Regions from separate parts of the Mus musculus genome. Here region 1 is linked to region 2. Evidence: chromatin contacts called from public HiChIP or PLAC-seq data. All regions are on one chromosome and are shown on one strand. The core of a region is the stretch at or near the end of the contact, and the rest is flanking DNA. Distances in the headings are between cores, read along the strand shown. Region 1 holds the start of Mal2 (mal, T cell differentiation protein 2). Region 2 has its middle 37 kb from the start of Mal2.

The links. HiChIP or PLAC-seq counts read pairs in DNA pulled down with a chosen protein or histone mark.
Region 1: an HNF4G HiChIP or PLAC-seq map of pancreatic cancer cells shows a contact between it and region 2. The contact joins the promoter of Mal2 here to the enhancer-like site in region 2. A contact is called at or near these places in 2 of 484 Hi-C or Micro-C datasets (nephron progenitors and uterus), 2 of 115 datasets of contacts at active chromatin or transcription factors (intestinal villus epithelium and pancreatic cancer cells) and 1 of 9 other capture datasets (pancreatic islet).

The regions. Positions count from the first base shown.
Region 1 is chr15:54,568,943-54,573,030 of GRCm38.p6, reverse strand. Mal2 (mal, T cell differentiation protein 2) reads right to left here and starts at 1,665. Exons shown (of 4, transcript NM_178920.4): 1 at 1,394-1,665. The coding sequence starts at 1,522.
Region 2 is chr15:54,532,657-54,536,780 of GRCm38.p6, reverse strand. No RefSeq gene overlaps it. Among named protein-coding and RNA genes, the nearest start is that of Mal2, 37 kb to the left of the region's middle. Within about 2 kb of position 2,395, at least 35 of the 459 cell types and tissues checked have an H3K27ac peak or open chromatin away from gene starts, as enhancers often do. A contact at or near this core is called in pancreatic cancer cells, where this site is marked.

The sequences.
Region 1 (4,088 bases), core at 416-2,915, 37 kb before region 2:
AAGGAGCCCAGAATCTGGGAACTCTTTCTCTGCAACGCTTCCTGTTTTAAAAGCTGTGTCCCCTCCACAGTCAGGAGTCTGGTCCAACGCCATCTCCTCCCTGTTCCTCTCACATGGATGCCTGCCACCCACCTTAGTCATTCCTACGATGCTGAATTGGGCTCAAATCCGAACCCATGCCAGGGTCTTCTAGTGTCACACTCACTATCTGATCTCAGGTGCCACTGCCTGTGACTCATTCACTTGGGTCTCTTCTTTCAGATTCAAATCTGAGCTAAACCCAAGGTGGCTTGGCTACCTAAGCATAATGGGGCAGAAAACCAATGCCCACAAGGTTTTCAGCTCAGCAGCACAAAAGGGAACCCCGAGTGACCTAGATCCAGGTTATGCAAACTCGCAGGAGTGGATGAGGGTTGACATGAAAACCCTAAACAGAGCAAACAGAACCAGCCGACAGGAATGACACCGCTTTGCTGACATGTCTTTCTATTTGACATTCTCCCAGCATGACGCAACCCCAGTTGCCCAATTTCTATTTGCACATTTCCCCCTTGTCCACAAGGAGCTTCAAAAACTCCCAACTCCACAGCATTCCTTTCGCTAAGTTCAAGTGTCTAGTTCAACAAGGTGGCAGGGCAGGCTTGTGGCATCAACTTGACTTTGGGCGGAGCAAAGTGTTCTGAGGTGGTTTGGAATTCTCAGGTAAACTTAGAAAAGGACAGGAGGTGCAAAGGCAAGAGCTGAGGCTGACTGCCCCACTTCCACTTTGCCCCTCCATTTTCACACCCACTTGATTACACACTGCCTGCTGCACCTACAACCTCACCTTTCTCCCTGCCCTGTTCTTTCTCAATCCAAAGGGCACTGGCTATGGCAAGGGTGAGTCTGGTGAAAACCATACCCAGGCTTCAGCCTCCTCTTCCTTTCCCTGGCGCCTCCCGTCCAGGCTTTCCACATCCTAACAGCTTCCTGGCCACCCAGTCATCAGTTCACCTTTGCACCACCCAACAAAATGGCAGGTTGGCAACGGGAAAGGCCGAGAACGCTGGTTCCTCCTCTAGTCAAACGCAGCTCCTATCCAAAGCCCAGAGTCCCCGAGATCCAACAGGAGAGGGCTCCTGCCCAAGTCCCTAATCATGGGCCCCTAGCCTGATCGGTCTCTAGGGCACATTTCCATTCCAGGCCGGCGAGCAGGTGTCCGCGTAACAGGTGCCAGGCAAGAGGCCCGGGTCCTAAGTGGAGAGGACCCCGAGACTGACTCCAGTAAAAGGCCACTTCTAGAGGATGAAGGCTGAGGGAGGGGTATTCAGAGGGACCAACCCCGGGCTGGGGGCAAGGATGCTGCCTGTCCATGCTCCCGGGACTCGATCTTCACCTAAGCTGCCCCACTTACAATCTCCAGACAGACGAAAGCTCCGGAGTACGTCCTTAGGATGTCGGGGCCAGCGGGCAGGGTGACCCGGGGCGCCGGGAAGGACACGGCAGGGTTCGGGGGCGGCGGGACTGCTCCGCCGGCCGACATGCTGCCGCTGCTACGTCTCCGCGCACCGCCACCGCCGCCACCGCCTCCCGCGTCCCGCCGCCGCCTCCCGGGCTTGGCCGCCGCCGCCGCCGCCGCCGCCGATCCGATCCGTGGGGTTCAGGCGTGCTGCTCGCGGAAAGGGTGTGGCCACGGGCCCTCTGCCGACAGAGGCCCGCCCCGTCACGTGGGCACAGGTGAGCGCGCCTCCGCCCTAGCGACAGTCAGGGTCACCAGCACAGGTGTGGTGCGCCCCAGCCTCAGCGCCAGCTCTGCAGCCCTCCTGGATCTTCAGATCACTTGCTGCTCCTGCACTAACTGTCTGCTGGTTCCCACCTGCCCATCCCACTCAAGTCTCCCCGCTGGTCCTCACCCACTTTCCCCAGTTGGGTAGGAAGACAGAGGCTGTGACTCAGAAGGAAAACACCAAGTTGCCAGGCACACCTGGAAAATGGGATGCCTGTTTTAAAGGCGATTCTAGGGGGATTTTCAGGGTCATGTAGCACATTGGAGTCGTTGGCAGTGGGACCCTGGAGGAAGGCCTTGAGTCATTTCTGTTCTGGTCTCAGAAATCCGTACGAGGATGTCCACCAATGATGGGCAGAAGAGTTAGGTGTACAGGAAGCGATGTAGCTTATAGGATGGTAGCTATTTTTTCCAGTTTTGACGTCAATAATCATACACAAAATGTTAGCTTCATTACGTTTCCACACAGACACTTTTTATTCCATTTTCAGAAAGGTATTCTTTGCTACTGCTTTTAAAGACTTAACAATTATTAAAACAGAACAGGACACTACTACATATGAATCCCAAGCCCCAGTTTCCCCCCCTTGCATTCCCATTTTATTGGTTTTGCTGTCAATGTTCTGAAAGTGGAATGAACAAAGGGACATTTCTCAGAGATCATCTAAAGATAAGTTCCACAGATCAGCACATATGTAGACCACGTTGGTAAAACCTGACCCAGGCATGGGGATACACGCCCGGAATCATAGTACTTCACAGAGTGTGGATTGCCCTGAGTTTGAAGTCAGCATAGACTGCAAAGCTGGTAATAGAATAGCTTGGGATACCTAGAAAGAACCTGTCAAGCAACAAGAACAGCAATCAAGTATGTGGATATGTAAATGTGTGTCTACTATACACATATGCATGCGTGCACACATGTACACGGACACACAAACCTATTCGAGTATCGGACATTCTACAAATTGAGTCTTGTTCTGATCTATTAAGTTTAGCTCTTGAACTGTGAGTTGTTCCCTGCATGGGTTGTCAGCAGGTTTTACCCTATGTCTTCATTATTTTAATAATCGAAACTCTTAGGTGTGGTGGTGGCACTACAGTAAAAGCCACAAAGGAGGGTGTGGATGAAACCTTGTTTGGGCTTCCTGACACCACCACCTGTTAGTCACCAGTTTCTGGCAGTTCGTGTGTGCTGGCTATCTAGTAGGAAACCTCAACTTCTCTGTATTGCTTTGTTCAATCGATGAACTTTTCTGTGTCCAGATCCTGATTGGCAAGAGATCTTTATATTTTATTTTCTGCCTAGGCAGCCCTTAAAGGATCTTCAAAGGTGAGGCCACTCCCGAGAATTTGTTATGGAAATGCCCAGTAACTACATACAAGGTACCAAAGTGTTGTGGTGAGTGAACTTGGAATGACCTTGGAATTTGTGGATCCATTAACGACCTAAAACTTCACCTGTGTATATTTTAAAGGTGTCACCAAAAAGAACACAGTGACTACACCCTTTCCAGCACCTACTTTGCCATAACTGCTTTTGTACCCACCCCTACCTACTTTGGTTTCCCAAAGTCAGGAGAATGAGAGACTGTTATGTACCTCTCTCCTACAGAATAGCAAATCTGCTCCATAACTAATGCTCTTTCTGGAATGGACTCCCTTTCCATGATCACTATCTATATCAGTATTGTTTTTCTTGATGATCCCAATTTCATCTCCATGATGGCAACTCTAGCATCCGTTCCTTCCATGATTATTTCTTTCTCCACAAAATCAGCTCTGAGTTCTTAATAGTGTCATCCTCTTATCCATTTCTATGACCTCTAGCATGCCTTACTTTGCTGAGGTTTGGTCTTTTGCTATGTATTGTAACTCTGGTCCCCACAGCCTGGTTGCCCCCAGAGACAAGAGAATTTCCACATACACAAAGTACTGTCATGTGAACCTGTCACTTAAATTAACACCATTGGTTGAATAAAGATGCCAACAGCCTATAGCTAGGCAGAAGTTAGGTGGAGTTCCAGTTCCCTGGGCTTGGGGTCTGAGGAGAGACCACAGGGAGAGAGAAGGTGGAGAGTGAGAAAGACTCCATGGGATAGGTGAGTCATGAACACATGGCCGTGAGGGCTGGCCCATTGAATGTAAGAGCTGCCCAGGTGGAACCTAACTTAGAGGGTAGCTATGTGCCCAGCTCTACTACATTAAAAGCTTACTGTAAATATAAGAGTTGTGTATTTTACCTGGGAACTGAATGACCACAGGTGGGGTAGAAACCTGACTGAGATTAAATAATGACTACAGCATTGTTTTGCTTGTAGAT
Region 2 (4,124 bases), core at 1,146-3,645:
ATAAAATGAAATGATTTAAGAAGGTGAGAGCAAAAATCTAAAATCCTGAAACAATAGGCTGATATTCTTCAGAGTCAAGAAATGCTGGACACGATGATGACTGGCTGCACCCCTCCAGAGTAGTCTGATGTTCTTACATTGCTTCTGGGCCCTGAACAACCCATTTCCTTATTGATATCCTTCTGCAGAAAGGAAATAAAGGTTCACACCCCAGCCACACTGCCTGGCTGTAAAACTTGCTTCTATCTACTTGCTAATTGTATATTCCAGGTGATTTTTCCATGCCTTAATAGTGCCTTAATGTTTTCTCTACAAAGCAGAGTTAAGAATGCCCATCTTCTGAGCTGTCGTGAGAGTTAAATGCATTTATGAAATGATTTAGACTTGTGCCTGCATATATACTATTCAATAAACTTAGGCTCACTTATTGTTTCAAAACCACCTGGACTTTATAACAATTTGGCTCACAGCCATTGCTGTGCTGTCTGCAAACGTGCTTAGAGAATGCTCTGCTACCCCCCACCCCCCAAGATAGGGTTTCTCTGTGTAGCCCTGGCTGTCCTGGAACTCACTCCTGTAGACCAGGCTGGCCTCGAACTCTGAGATCTGCATGGCACTGTCTCCAGAATGTTGGGCTCAGAGGCATGAGCCACCACAGCCCACTGAGAATGCTCTGCTTTCAAGACTATCCTTTTGTTGTTGTTATTGTTTTGTGAATACTGTTACTTTTTTTCTTAGTGAGAAACTCATTAAGGTTGCTCTCTTGTAATATAACACACACACACACACACACACACACACACACACAGAGACACACAGACAGACAGACAGACAGACAGACAGAAAGAGGAGAGACAGACAGACAGATAGACACAGACAGAGGGACAGAGCAGAAGAATCTTCTTGTAGCAAGATGAGTGTTTCTAAGACTCTAGGCAGGCTGAGAGAGAGAGCTGTGACTGGTGTGTCCTCCACTTGTGCCCACAATCTAGCTTCTCCTAGATTGTAAACTAAACTCGAACACAGAATATTTGTTTTTTAATTCTTCTTTTTCTATTATCTGAAAGGGCATGCTATCAAGACTAAAGTTAAGCCAGGCATAGTGGCTCATGCCTTTTATTTCAGCCTTCTAGATGCAGGTGAAACTCGGTGGGTTTGAGTCTACTCTGGTATACATAGAAATTTCCAGAACAGTAAGAGCTACATAGAGAAAGCCTGCTCAGAAAACAAAACAAACAAACAAACAAATAAACCCACCGTCCACCCAGAAGCCTTAAGATCAATCCCCTTACTTCTCTAGATTCCATTCATTTCCCTGTCCTTCCCTGTGAGCTCTCTTTTGTCCCCCTCCTCCTTTCTCTCTTTCCTCTCTCCCTCCCAACAGGCAATGAAACTCTGTTCATCGCACTAATGAGTTTGTGGCCTGAAACCTGAGATTTGATTAGTCACATCTTATCTTGGACCAGGAAACACATTATGACTAGTTAACAAGTTATCCACGTTAAAAGAATACCAAACTTGAACTGTGCTGTACACTTGGCTGTGCTACATAGGAATTTCTCAATTAAGTACCTGCTTCAGAGAAGACCCCTCTCCCATTGTAAAAACTACTCAAGTCCCCCCTTTCAGGGATGTTGAGATATAATAATCTTCCATATAATAATCTCCAGGATAAACAGCCCTAGATGAAAATAGCTTAAATAATCTCCTGAACTTTAAAAGAATACCATGTATCATAAAATCTCTCTGTCTAGGCCTCTGTTTCTCCCTCCCTCCCTCTTTCCCTCCCTCCCTTCCTCTCTGTCAGTTTTAATTATGTTCCTACTTGAAGAGAAGAGCAAGGTAAATGGCCTTTCAGAATGCTCAGGCTTGTAATTCTCTGCCTGTGTTTTCTGACCTAATTTATCCTTGAGCTTGACTTTACTACGTGTATTCAATTTGTAAGAAATTGTTAGACTTAATTGGACCCTGCAACTTTAAAAACAGAAAGTATTAATACTTCATCATGAGGCTCTCTTTGGTTTGTTTTGCAATTTGTTTTAAATTGCTCAGTGGCACAGGAGGAGAAAACAGAGCATGCTCTAAAGGTCTATCTTATTGGAGGGTCTGAGAATGATCAACAAGCCTTTGAGTGGAGTGGGGGGCGTACAGGGATTTGGACTGGCAAGAGTCAAGTTTCCTACCTGGTTGTATTTGTCAGACAGAGGTTTTATGCGGGGGGGGGGGGCAAAGTGGAACTAAAATATTGAATCCAGGTGAGCTGTTTTGAGCTGGCTATAAGCCAATGAGGAAGTGTACACAGGTGGGCACTCAGAAATCAGCAGGCTGCAGACACCCAAGGGCAAAGTAATATGAGGACTCACTCCAAAGTCTGACTGGGCAGGCAGCCATCAACTCAGGGTGCCATAGGGAGGGAAAAGGCAGGGACAGCTGGGGAACCAGGAACTGGGCAAGCTGCATGAGCACTGGTCCGGGAAGCAAAAGACCTTGATAACAGATACCAAAGCCTGCTTGTGATGTAGTCGGGAAGGCATGTGCAAAGACTCTGTCCTTAGGTCCCTCCCAAACCAGGCACTGTGACCCAAGACAGCTTTCTGTGGCTCAGCCCAGGGCTTGGCATAGAGAAAGTGGAAATGCAGCACTCAGAGGCTCAATGTCTCTGTGCAGACATTGGGAGATTTGCTTACCTTATTCTGTAAAGATCAAAACGAATATGGTATCAGTAGCAGTTCATACCTAGCATGCTTTGGAGCAGGCGCTCTGGGCAGAATTGTTCTGCCATATCCTTTTCAGCATCATCTTCCAGATTTACTTGTAACTGGAACAAGGAGTCAGAAAGTAATGAAAATGAAGGACTGTGTTTTATGATGGACTCAGACTGAGAGAAGTGGCAGGCATTTGCCTGGGGAGCTGGTATGTTTCACATCTATGCACTTTTAGAAGCAGCTCCCCTTGGAGACCTTTAAGTTCTATTTTGACATAAAATAACATACTATTTTGAAAGAATCTTCTAACATCCCCTCAACTTTACTTCATTGTTGGTAGGTTGCTTGTAGAAGATACAGTCCAATGGGAAGTGGACTTGATGTATGAGGGAAGTGTATACACATGAGTGATGGCAAGCATAGAGAAAAGGGAGCCAGCCTGAAGCTCTTTGCAAAGAAGGTATGCTATTTCTACTTAGATAAAGTTATGTGGAGTTCCGTGATAGCACAGGTTGGTCTGATGTTAATGTGGATGCCCCTCACCCCTTCTGTCATTACTCTCACCCACAGTACATCTCCCTTCTTGACTGACCCAGTGCCCTGAGGGGGAAATCCAAACAAGACATGTGGGTGAAATTTTAGAAGCGAGTCTGAGTAAACTGTGTGACCTCACTGGTCACTTCTCTTAAAACTGAGAGGCAAGAAAGGAAATGGATCTTTCAGTGTTAAAAGGGGTCTAGAAAGCACCCCAACAATAGAAAAAAGAAACAACTTTGCTCTGCTCAAAAAGCAGAACAGCAGAATGGTGTAGCTAAACAGAATTAGCTACAACTCCATGCCACAGAGTTGCCCTCATTTATATGGCTGGATTTGCATAACTAATTGCATACACATTTATTCATCCTAACCAGGACCAAACACCAACCAATCAGAAACAGGCTAATTTACATAGCAGGAATTGCATTCTGGGAAATTGCACATAAGAGTGGTTCATCCTAACGGAAGCACCATGTTCTCAGACTACCGCCATATGCTCCCCATTTTTTTTTTTTTTGTTATTACCTTGTGCCTGCTTTCTTGGCACTGCTCTAGGTAAATTCCCTTCTTCCTACAATGATCTAAAGGGTAAATTCTTTCACCTGCATTAAAGCTGGCCTGAAACCAAATAAACAGGGATGATCTCCAGCGGCAAACCATGCTTCCTCTGGATAGTTACTCTTCTGGGGGGTTTTTTTCTTTTCCTAAGTTATTTTCTACCTTTTACTCATACTACTTTAAATCCTAGTCTGTAAGTTGCCCCCTTTGGGGAACTATCCCTTGAGTCTGCTATAACTATCCCAAGGATAGAAAATCATCAGGTATTGTGTTGTACTTGGAGCGAATATCTAGACATGCATAAAAAAAGCTACCATGTCAAGT